Regions from separate parts of the Anas platyrhynchos genome. Here region 1 is linked to region 2. Evidence: chromatin contacts called from public Hi-C data. All regions are on one chromosome and are shown on one strand. The core of a region is the stretch at or near the end of the contact, and the rest is flanking DNA. Distances in the headings are between cores, read along the strand shown. Region 1 has its middle 30 kb from the start of PDC. Region 2 overlaps PLA2G4A (phospholipase A2 group IVA).

Region 1 (5,024 bases), core at 161-2,660, 200 kb before region 2:
GATACTAAAGTGCATTTTGGTGTGCGAAAGAGAAGGTCAATAGGTAAAACATGGTAGAGTCATGCTGGAGTGCTCTGAATGGAGAAACCCAGTGAGGTAAGGTTTTAGTGTAGCAATGTTCATTTATTGCATATCTCACAGTAGCAAAAGGAAAGGTTCAGACCAGACTTCAGCTACTTTCATAGTTATGATCTTTTGAAAAGCATATCAGCCCTTAAGAAGGTATCAGCATCACTTGGATCAAGTGTGTTGAGAGCCTGGAAATTATTTACTAAAGAAATTAGACAGAGAGGAAAGTGTATAAAGTTCTGGCTTATCTGAAACATCTCAGGCAGTAATATATTTTTTCCTCAAGAAAAAAAAAAGTCAATAAAACTATGTTGCAGAGAAGTAGTTCTGACAAGTAATGAGGCTTCTAAATATCAAGTGAGAGGTAAAGAGGAAATACTGTGCAGATGATGCAAGTACCCCAAAGGAGGATGAAAGAGAAATGGAGGCTTAAGGTGAAATGAATATATCTTGCTCTTTCCAAATGAAACAAAGAATCACAGTTTTACAAGCAATTGAAAATAGATTAAATGCTCTAAAAAGACATCATCTTCCTCCTTCATTCTTTTTCCATTTGGCAACATGTACAGAGAGAGATGCTCCAAGGGAACACCTGCTACTTGTAATAATCTTCAGCAGCCCCCAAGGTCATACATAACTGGCTTAAATTATAGCAGGATGTTGTGAGTTATGTTATGTGACTGAATGGGCACATCTGTCCTGGGCCATGGGGACCGCAAAGCCATCTTAAAGCATCTTCTGCATTACCTCTCTCCAAGTTAAATCTGTCCCACAGCTGTTACTGAAGATTGTCGTCACTATCCTTTCCTGTATTATTTTCCATCTTTAGAATTTCAAAAAATGCAATAGTTTTGACACGGGGATTTGTTAGATGGAGGCTTTATCATATTTTCAGTGACCTTCCCCTAACCTCACTGGTATGGTTTGAGAATATTTTTCCAAATTGATAGATAAAACTCTATCTAGTAATGGAAAAACTTGTTAACATGTTCCAGTGGTTTAAGTCTGAACTCCTTCCAGCCCCATGTTTTGGCTTCTCTCTGCTGCAGCAAAAAAACAAACAGATGAAGGCAGCAGAACTGGCCATCTTCTCCAGTTTAAGGCTTTTGCTGAATATGCTTGCATATTTCAACAGGTTGTTCCAATATAAATACCCCTCCTGCACCACCACCACCCCCCCCCCCAAAAAAAAAAAAAAAAAAAAGGACAGGAAACCCCAAACTGAGTGGGATAGAGCTCTTTCACAGAATGCCTGTGTCAGGAAAGCTCTTGACTGTGAAGGCGTAGGGTACAGCATGTTGTCGAAAGATAAAAGATAATTGCTAAGCAAAACTGTGAAACAGTCTGGCACTCACGTCTCCTGTGCTGATATCCAGACTGCAGGAAAACGGGCTTGGTGTCAGACCATGGGGGGCTACTGGAGAAGGGGTGTCAGGGATTCCGTTAAACCACAGTCCTTCCTCCCTGTTCCTCAGAATGTCAAATGCCAGAACTATTTTTCTTTGCTGTTCCATACCGCACGCCTGCTGCTGCTCAAAAATGAGTACCTAGAGCACATCACTGTCCAGTCACGTCCACGTGGCTCATCTGCCTCATAGCGATGCCTCATGCTGCAGTCAGTAATGGACAATGTGGGGATGAGCAGGGGCATGGGTCACATCTTTAGGACCTTCCTCCTCTTCTGGCTGACTCTTTTGAGGGATTTAAAATTGTCTGAACTATTACAAACTCCACAGGGAAGAAAAATAAGAAAATATAAGAAAATTGTAAACAGTGCTATAATTCTTGTATGTGAACATTGGGCCAGTTATCACCGATTATCAATACAAGGCTTTGATACAACTTTATGCTTATAGCCAAGGAGTACTACAATAACAAAATTTCTACTTTACTTTCTTGTGAAGCATCATCATGGTGTTTTAGGAATTCAATGCAAGGAAGAATAGCGATTTTTATTTTTGTTTGTCATCTTACTGAGCTGCTATGACTTCATTGTCTGAAATAAAAGAAGTGCTCGTGATCTGAAAACATTTTTTGCATTTTTCTTTTTTTCCAAGACAAGTTTAATCTCATAGGTTGCTGAGTGTGTGTAAAATTAAATATCTTCAGAAAACAAAATGCAATCCATCTTAGTTATGAATCCAGTCTTGCATGCCAGACTGATATGTGAAGAAAGCCTATGAACATATAATTTTCTAAAATAACGAAATGTAATTCTCTTTTTCTCTTCCCCTTCTACTAAACTAAGTTTGAACTTCTGGAACTAAAACAACACTGATTTTATTTGCTGTAAAAACCCTGATCCAATCTGTGTTTGCACCATTAGTTGCTCTCATCTGTATGCTGATGTGGACTTCACATGACCTTTTCCCGTAAAGTTGCGTAGAAGAGAGATGTGGTTCAGCAAGGTAATTGAAATGTGGAAAAAAGATATATATTTCGTTTGAGTCAAAATAACATTTTCAGTGCTTTTTGCTGAAATGAGTACATAAAGTTATTTTGGCTTAGCTTAATACTGTACTAGGATGTTTTATTTAATTTTGAAATTGATGTTTTTAGATAATATTTTCATTTTTAATTTTAGTTCATTTTAAATTGTTTCTTGATGACTTTGGTACATTGAAGTGCAACTTCTGAGTTACAAATGTCCAAATCCTTTTGAAATTTCTTAGTTCTTTCCCCCCCAGTTGAAAATAACTGACAACCAAATCAAAATTCTGGGCATTTTCTTAGTCTTCCCCTCACCCCAAAGTTACTTTACGTTTGGTTCCTGGGGGAAGCTGAAGAAAGGTGGAAGTTGTGCTACTTTGTATACAGGCTATTAATGTTTGGCTCAACCCTGTTCTGTACTGACTTTCTTTTCATTGGCATTTGAGGTCTGGCATTTGAGGGCTGACCTTCTCTGAGACGTGCTGGAAAGCAGGAGGGATGCACGTAAGGATGTGATGTGTATCCAGAAAGCAACCTCTGGTGTGGTGCTAAAACTACAAGTGCTGCATCTCCCTGTGCTGCATGAACCTGAATTACAGGCCAAACTCAGCCCAAAATAGGTGGAATTTTGATGAGATCAGTGAAATTATGCTAATTTATGGGAGATGTGACTGTAGTTCATAGATTTAGAGGCACCGTCTCAAAAGTAAAGTAATTCTTTCTGGTCGTCAGACCACACTACCACCAATCCTCAACTTGTTTGTGCGGAGCCAGTGATTGATGCAATTACCTTGAATGTTTTGGCAAGATAGATGTTTGCAAGAGCTGGCTGCTGGCTGTGGTTTTTAATGCTTCATGTACTAAAGGTGTGATCCACATTTTCATTTTCTTATTCTAAACACTCAGCTTCAGCTGCACAAATAGTCACGTAGGTTCAAAATGGTATAAGCAAAACGTGTTCAGACTGCCTGCTTTTTTTCCAGCAAAAGTAATTCTCTAAACTTTCCTTCCCTACTACAATATCATTGGTATTAATAGGAAAAATGGTAAATCCTTTCACTTCAGACCTGGGTGCTATTAGTTAGCTACCATCCCTACCTACAGCATGCCTCCTCACTTCCTTTCATCTTGCTGGCCAACACATATACTGATAAGTTAATGTGTACCTCTACTCTATTCTAGGCTTGAAATGAAAGGATTTACCTATTCAGGTGTCAAATGGGGCTTGAAGAATCTCTGGACCATGTTATTCACTGTGTTTAACATTATCCTGAGGAATAAAACATTTTGCCTAATGTCTAGGAGAAGATTCCTGTGGCCAGAAGATGACTTCTTCGTCTATTCTTTCTTACATTGTCCTCTCATTTTCCTGTTGTATTCATCATTATGGCCTCAAAGCACCTATTTAGTGAATGGAGCTCTGAAACCCAGTGGATGTGTCATGGTCATTTGGTGATCCATATGCTAGTCTGGATTTCTTCTTCTACAATCTTCCACTTAACAGTGCATCCTTTAGAATGGTGTGAATGCATGTAGCAGCAAAAACATGAATCACAACCTATTGTAGTATTTTTTTTTTTACTCATTTTGTTTCTTTCCAGCTTACTGATTCATTCAAGCAGAACAAATTTCCATGGTAAAATTTAAGGTGTCAAAATATCCACCCCTATAACTCAATGCTTGATTATCTTGGCTGCTGTAATTTCCTTTTGCAAATGTTTTGGCTGGAAACAATTATGGTTGACCAAATACTGTTGATTCATTTTCGGAGAAAGGGGATTTGACTTCCTGGAGTTAGAGGAATTATGTAAAATATCTCAAAATTTTCAAAAAAGTGTAGTGTGAACCAGCCAGGTGGTGACCATTAGCAGGTTTTAAAGAGCACAGAATCACAGAATGGTTGGGGTTAGAAGGAGCCTTAAAAATCATCTAATTCTACCCCCCACCCCCCATGCTCTGGGCAGGGACACCTTCCACTAGACCAGGTTTCCCAGGGGCCTATCCACCTTGTCCTTGAACACCTTCAGGGATGGGGCAGCCACAACTCTGGGCAGCCTGTGCCAGTGCCTCACCACCCTCTGGGTAAAGAATGTCTTCCTAATAGCTATCCTAACTCTCCCCTCTTTTAGTTTAATGTCATTACTCCTTGTCCTATCACTACATTCCCTGACAATGAGTCCCTCTGCAGATTTCCTGTAGGCCCCCTTTAGACACTGGAAGGCTGCTGTAAGGTCTCCCTGGAGCCTTCCCTTCTCCAGGCTGAACAACCCTAAATCCCTCAGGATGTCTTCATCGGAGAGGTGCTCCAGCCCCTCTGTGGCCCTCTGGATTCGTTCTAATACTTCCATGTCCTTCTTCTGCTGAGGCCCCAGCGATGAACCCGGTGCTACAGGTGGAGTCTGATGAGAGCAGAGCAGAAGGGGACAATCCCCTCCCGTGCCCTGCTGGCTGTGCTGCTTTTCACAGAATCACAGAATTTCTAGCTTGGAAGAGACCTCAAGATCATCGAGTCCAACCTCTGACCT
Region 2 (5,093 bases), core at 1,671-4,170:
CAAGCGTGAAACAAACTAAAGGAACTGACAGGGCCACCAGGTGACACACATCAGCACTGCCTGCATACCAGATCTGAGAGCTGCAAAGTTTAGGACGCTTGGTCTGATGGGTTTCACTTAAAACAGAAACAACCAAACAACCAAAAACCCCTATGGGATTAACTCTCAGTGGGTGCACCTGGTAGTCCCAGCAATTTTTTGCTACCTGCTTTCTTGTGGGGTTTGGAGAAGGTGGCAGGGGCTGAGCAGTTTGGTTGAAGGTGAGTTTAACTGTCTGGGAGAGTTAATGGACATGTGAAGGTACTTGTAGAGGTGAGAAGGTGGCCCTGTGTGCTGCTTGGCCAGAAGCAGGTTGAGAACAGCACTCCTTTCTCTAGGAATTGCATTGTGGTGAAAACAGAAGGTGTAGGTGGGATTGTTCACAGTAGCGCAGTCAGATGGTATGGGTGTTTCTTTGCAAGAACTGTAAATGAAATTTTGCTCTCTGTATTTCAGTTGACATTACTGGGGTTCATATTTAACTCCCTTACCTTTATGATAGGGCTTTCAGGATTCTGGCAGGCACAGAGATAATTGTCACAAGGGTATCATTTTGTGTAAAGACTACCCAAAGCATATCTGATCTTGTTTGATAATTTTGCGACAAAACAACTTTACTATAACTGCTCCTTTATCCAAGTTTATTGCTAATTCAGTGACTGTTCATCTTATTGTGAATAATTGAGCTATTTTTAATTGCTAAAATCTGTAAGCCCAGAGGAAGGGAAGTAATTGTAATGCATAATAGATGCTGCATCATCCCTCCTTAAATCTACATGCAATGCTAGGTAATTAATTAAATTTTCTGTATTGATTAATAGGTTTTATTTCTGTTTGATGTAATGCATGTTTGAAATCAAGAGAGAAAATAAAAATAACTTATCTTAGTGCTGCATAACTTAAACATTTTTCAGTAAATTTTGGAATACAGGAAGAAACTGGTACTGCTATTGTAATATTTTCTTTATATTTTCCCCTTTTTGTTAATGAGGTAATGTTTGTATTTTGTAAGATGCACCTTCTCTGTTTTATAGAAGTTTTATCATACTTTACACAGTTTATAATATTACAGTGTTATCAAACAATAAAAAAAATATATTTGGCACCTACTGTTTTCAGTTTATTTTCATCATTTACATGATATTTTCACTTTTTTTTTGGTGAAGGGTTGTGGAACATCTTTGTGGTGTATGTGGAACCTGGTGGAGCAGCTCTTATGCAGGGAATTCAGGGCTTTCCTTGTTAGTCTTTCTTTCTAGTTTAAATGTTACAAATGCAACTTCTTTGAGCAGCCCAATGTGTGCTGATCATGCGTCAATCCATTTCAATCCCCGCTGTTGTATTTTGCTGTCACCGCTCTGCCAGCTGCTTTGTGCTTTCTCTTAAGAGCTTGACAGCATGGGCTTGAATGCTGGGTTTTTACTATCTTTAATCTCAGAGTTCTTAAAAAGCAGGTAAAAGTTCCTCAAACCTGTTTGGGTCAAATAGCTTTTGGCTTGTTGCTTCCTTTTGCTGAAAACCGAGCACAGTCTGTCATCTGCAGGTTCTTCAGAAATGCAAGGTCATCACTGTGATGAGAGATGCATAAATACTCCCCATCGCTCTTTGGCAAGTAAGGCTAGGAGTTAGCTATGACCAGTAGATCTCCAAATAAAATAGTAGAGGAGTCAAAAGCTTTAGGTCTAACATGCATATGGGGGGGGTAAACAAATGTTTACCTCTGCTAAAACCAAATCTATCAGAACAAAACCTTGTTCTAACTCTTTCAAGCGTTTGAAATGTCTCAGCCTCTCCAGAAGCTCATTGGTAAGTTCATAATTATAATTTCACTAGTCTCAAACTAAAACCTCACCTAATTTTAGTTTAACTTCAAGTAGAGAAATTCATTGTGATACGATCAGAAACTCGGAAATTGAAAACTATTTCAGCTCAGCTTTAGAGTCTTACGCAGTATATTAAAAATAGTCTGTAGTCTTAATATTCTTAGACAGTATATTAAAGTCTGCAGTCTTACCTAGTATATTAAGAATTACATCAAAGGACAATAAAAAATGGAGAAAAAAACAAAACAAAACAAACAAAAAAACCACACAAAAACCCTTCCACTTCTGACAAGTGATGGGAAACTAAGAACACTTTTTTTTTTTTTTTCCTTAGCCTAAAGATCTAGTCTTCCGTTTCCCTATCCGTCTCCTAACTCTGCTTGATCTCTTTTATCCCTGTGATATTTTTTTCCATCAAGCATATGTATGTTTGGAGGAGATTCTTCTCAAATGCAAGTACAAACACGTGTGCTTGGGTGTGGATTTTCTCAAAATTTACCTATAAGGTAGTAGAAGGTGGATTTTGAGGGGGAAAAAAATACAATTTTTGCAATTTGTGCAGCCATGGAGGTGCCCCCATGCTGGCCTGGTGCCTGCAGAGTGCTCAGCCCTGCCGTTGGCTGGGCGTCTGGGGAAGGCAGGCATGCAGCTTTGCAGAGAGAGCTTCAGGCTATGCCCCCCACTGCCAGGGGAGGAATTGGAATTTTTTAGAGGAAATGAATGCTCAGAATGAAATCTGTGCCGGAAAGCATGAGAGCACAAGGACATTGGCCTCAAGACTGTTTGCATCAGCATGTAGAAAACATTCTGGCTGGGAGCTAGGGTTGTGGCGAATGTGCTTTCTGTTTTGACCCAGCATGTTTTGTCTGGGGGATGCAACCTGAGAAGCCTAAGCAGGCTCTGGTATTCTCTTTGCAGGCTGGATTGCCCACAGATCTCAGCTTTTAGAGCACTAGCTTGATTTTGAGGCTCAGCTGCTCTGGACGAACAAATGGATGGGATTTTAGCAGTGCTGCATAGGAGGTTGTGCAACCAAAGACATTTACATACCACATGTTTGCTCTGATGCTCACTCAAAGCAAAAGCATGTAGACATTTCCTGAAGCTGTAAATACACCCATCACTCTTACTGCTTTTTCATTTCACATACGGGTTAGATTTGTGTATCAATCTGACTCACTCAGTTAAGTTGTTACACACTCGCTCTTCTCACGCTAGGTAAGCAGATCGTCATAGCAAAGAATTCCCCATGACAACAAAATCATGAGACTATTTTGCATGTGAAGAAAAGAGCACAATGATAAAGTTCACAGAGTGACCTGTTCACCTTCGGACTAGCCAAAAAGTTAAAATTTTCAGTACAATAGGAACAGCAATTTCTTGTGTGACTGTTTAATCCCTGAGTGCCATGCTGCAGGTATTTGGCTCAAGCAGAAATCAGGGACTGAAGCCCAAGCCAGCAGGCTTCTGCTCCGTTTACGTCTTGTCAGAAGAAGTGTTGGAATAGAAGGGGAGAAGGGAAGAGCTGCGCTGGGCTTCCATGCCTTGGTTGTGTTAAAGCTTTCCCACTGCCTTGGAGACCTGAGCGCTGACCCAACTTTCTCCTTAAAGAATATTTTGCCTTTGATCAGAGCAGTGCTCCTCACGTGCTTTCTCCTGGAAGCCTGTGGCCAAGCTAAAAACAGAAACTTGAGCACTTTAGGGTGACTTTTGACCTTCTTGTTCAACTGAGCAGAGAAAACTAGGCAGCTCTGTTTTTATTCAGTATCAAACAAGAACTTCTGCCGTGATGAAGTCACACAATTTCTTTCTTACCATTTTCTATTTAGCCTCACCTCTGCTCCCAGCCCAGCTTTCTGGAAGGGCTCCATGGGATAGGTCCCTGGGGCCAGCATCTGCCCTGCAAGGGACGCAGGCACTTGCCCCCTCTGCCAGGCACCCGTAGCGCTTCAGACGAGGAGGTAACGGCGCAGGCATGTTCCCCACCACACATTATAGCCATTCTTTTGCCAACACATTGTTTAGGGTGTGTTATGGAAAAATATGAGAAGGAATTAATGTGATGACATGAAAAGAAATCGAGACAAGTATTTTGCCAGTGTGGCTGGGAAGAAGAAACGCTGATGCTTTGCAGCTGCTGATTTAATACAAATGCTTCCTTCTGGTCCAGTTTTGCTAAATCCTGGGGCTTTGCTACAGGACATTTTTGTCTTACGGCCAAACGCTGTTTATGAGGCTAGCTAATCTGTGCTAACAGCCTGAATGGCTGATACCTGCATATTGGCAGACCCGGCCCCGAATGTCAATCTGTCTGGCTGTGAATGCCCATCTGTCTGGCTGCCACTCCCATCCGGTCAGAGGCATGGCCCTGGGGAGGGCTGGGCCCCATTGGAGCCCATGGGCAAAAAACACACCAGGGCTCATGTGTGCTGTGGGCAGTGAAGGCAGTTTTATCATCCTGGGGCCATTCACGTGGCCATGAACTGGTGGCCTGCAGCATTCAGTGTTTTTCCATTTGCCTAGGAAAGCCATCAGAGAACACTGATGAGGTGGTTTTGCCTTTGGTAACCTCTTCGTGTTTTCAGCAGGACCTCACTCAACCTTGCAGAGGTCCAAAAAGTTAGTAATGCTGACAAGCTCGTCAGCCATTTCTCCCCCATTATTTTCCCTTCCATCTGTAGGTGGAGATGCCTCTTCTGAGCATGTTTTGAGCAGGTTTCAATAACCAACACACCACAGACCTGTTTCTCTTGTTGCATGCCCAGGTGTCATTTTTTTCTCTCTTCCTCTTCCTCTTCCTCTTCCTCTTTGCAGGTGACAAGGGGGTGTTGGAAACAACAGGGACAATCATTTTACATCCCATGTCTTCAGTGTGTCTGTATTGGCTACTTCCTTCCCTTCATTTTGGCATCAGAGCTGGTGCTCTTTCCCTGCATGCATTACTCTGTATTATCACTCTTTTTGAGCCTGAACCATTTCTTCCTCATTTCCTGCACTATGCCCAGCAAATGCTGTTCAGCAGCAAGGGGGCAGTGGTCTCAGGGTGCCGCTGTGAAAGCAAGATGCAAAAACTGTGTGTGGGCATTGTGTATTCTTGATTCCCTAAGGGAACAATCTGTGCTCTCTGTTCCTCATCACCCCTCTGGGCACTTTTGGAACAAGATACGGAAGCACAGCAGCACCACAGTGCATGGAAAGGCTGCCATCCCTCCTGCTGCCTGCTGGAGGAAA

Evidence for each region. A called contact is a pair of places that touch in the nucleus more often than the background predicts.
Region 1: a Hi-C map of small yellow follicle shows a contact between it and region 2, with 4 times the contacts expected there. The contact joins two enhancer-like sites. A contact is called at or near these places in 4 of 8 Hi-C or Micro-C datasets (F1 follicle, F5 follicle, small yellow follicle and 1 more).

What each region holds. Positions count from the first base shown.
Region 1 is chr8:22,086,922-22,091,945 of IASCAAS_PekinDuck_T2T, reverse strand. No RefSeq gene overlaps it. Among named protein-coding and RNA genes, the nearest start is that of PDC, 30 kb to the left of the region's middle. Within about 2 kb of position 1,410, at least 5 of the 8 cell types and tissues checked have an H3K27ac peak or open chromatin away from gene starts, as enhancers often do. A contact at or near this core is called in F1 follicle, F5 follicle and small yellow follicle, where this site is marked.
Region 2 is chr8:21,892,123-21,897,215 of IASCAAS_PekinDuck_T2T, reverse strand. PLA2G4A (phospholipase A2 group IVA) reads left to right here. Exons shown (of 19, transcript XM_005015357.6): 19 at 1-1,144. Among named protein-coding and RNA genes, the nearest start is that of PTGS2, 120 kb to the left of the region's middle. Within about 2 kb of position 2,920, at least 8 of the 8 cell types and tissues checked have an H3K27ac peak or open chromatin away from gene starts, as enhancers often do. A contact at or near this core is called in F1 follicle, F5 follicle and small yellow follicle, where this site is marked.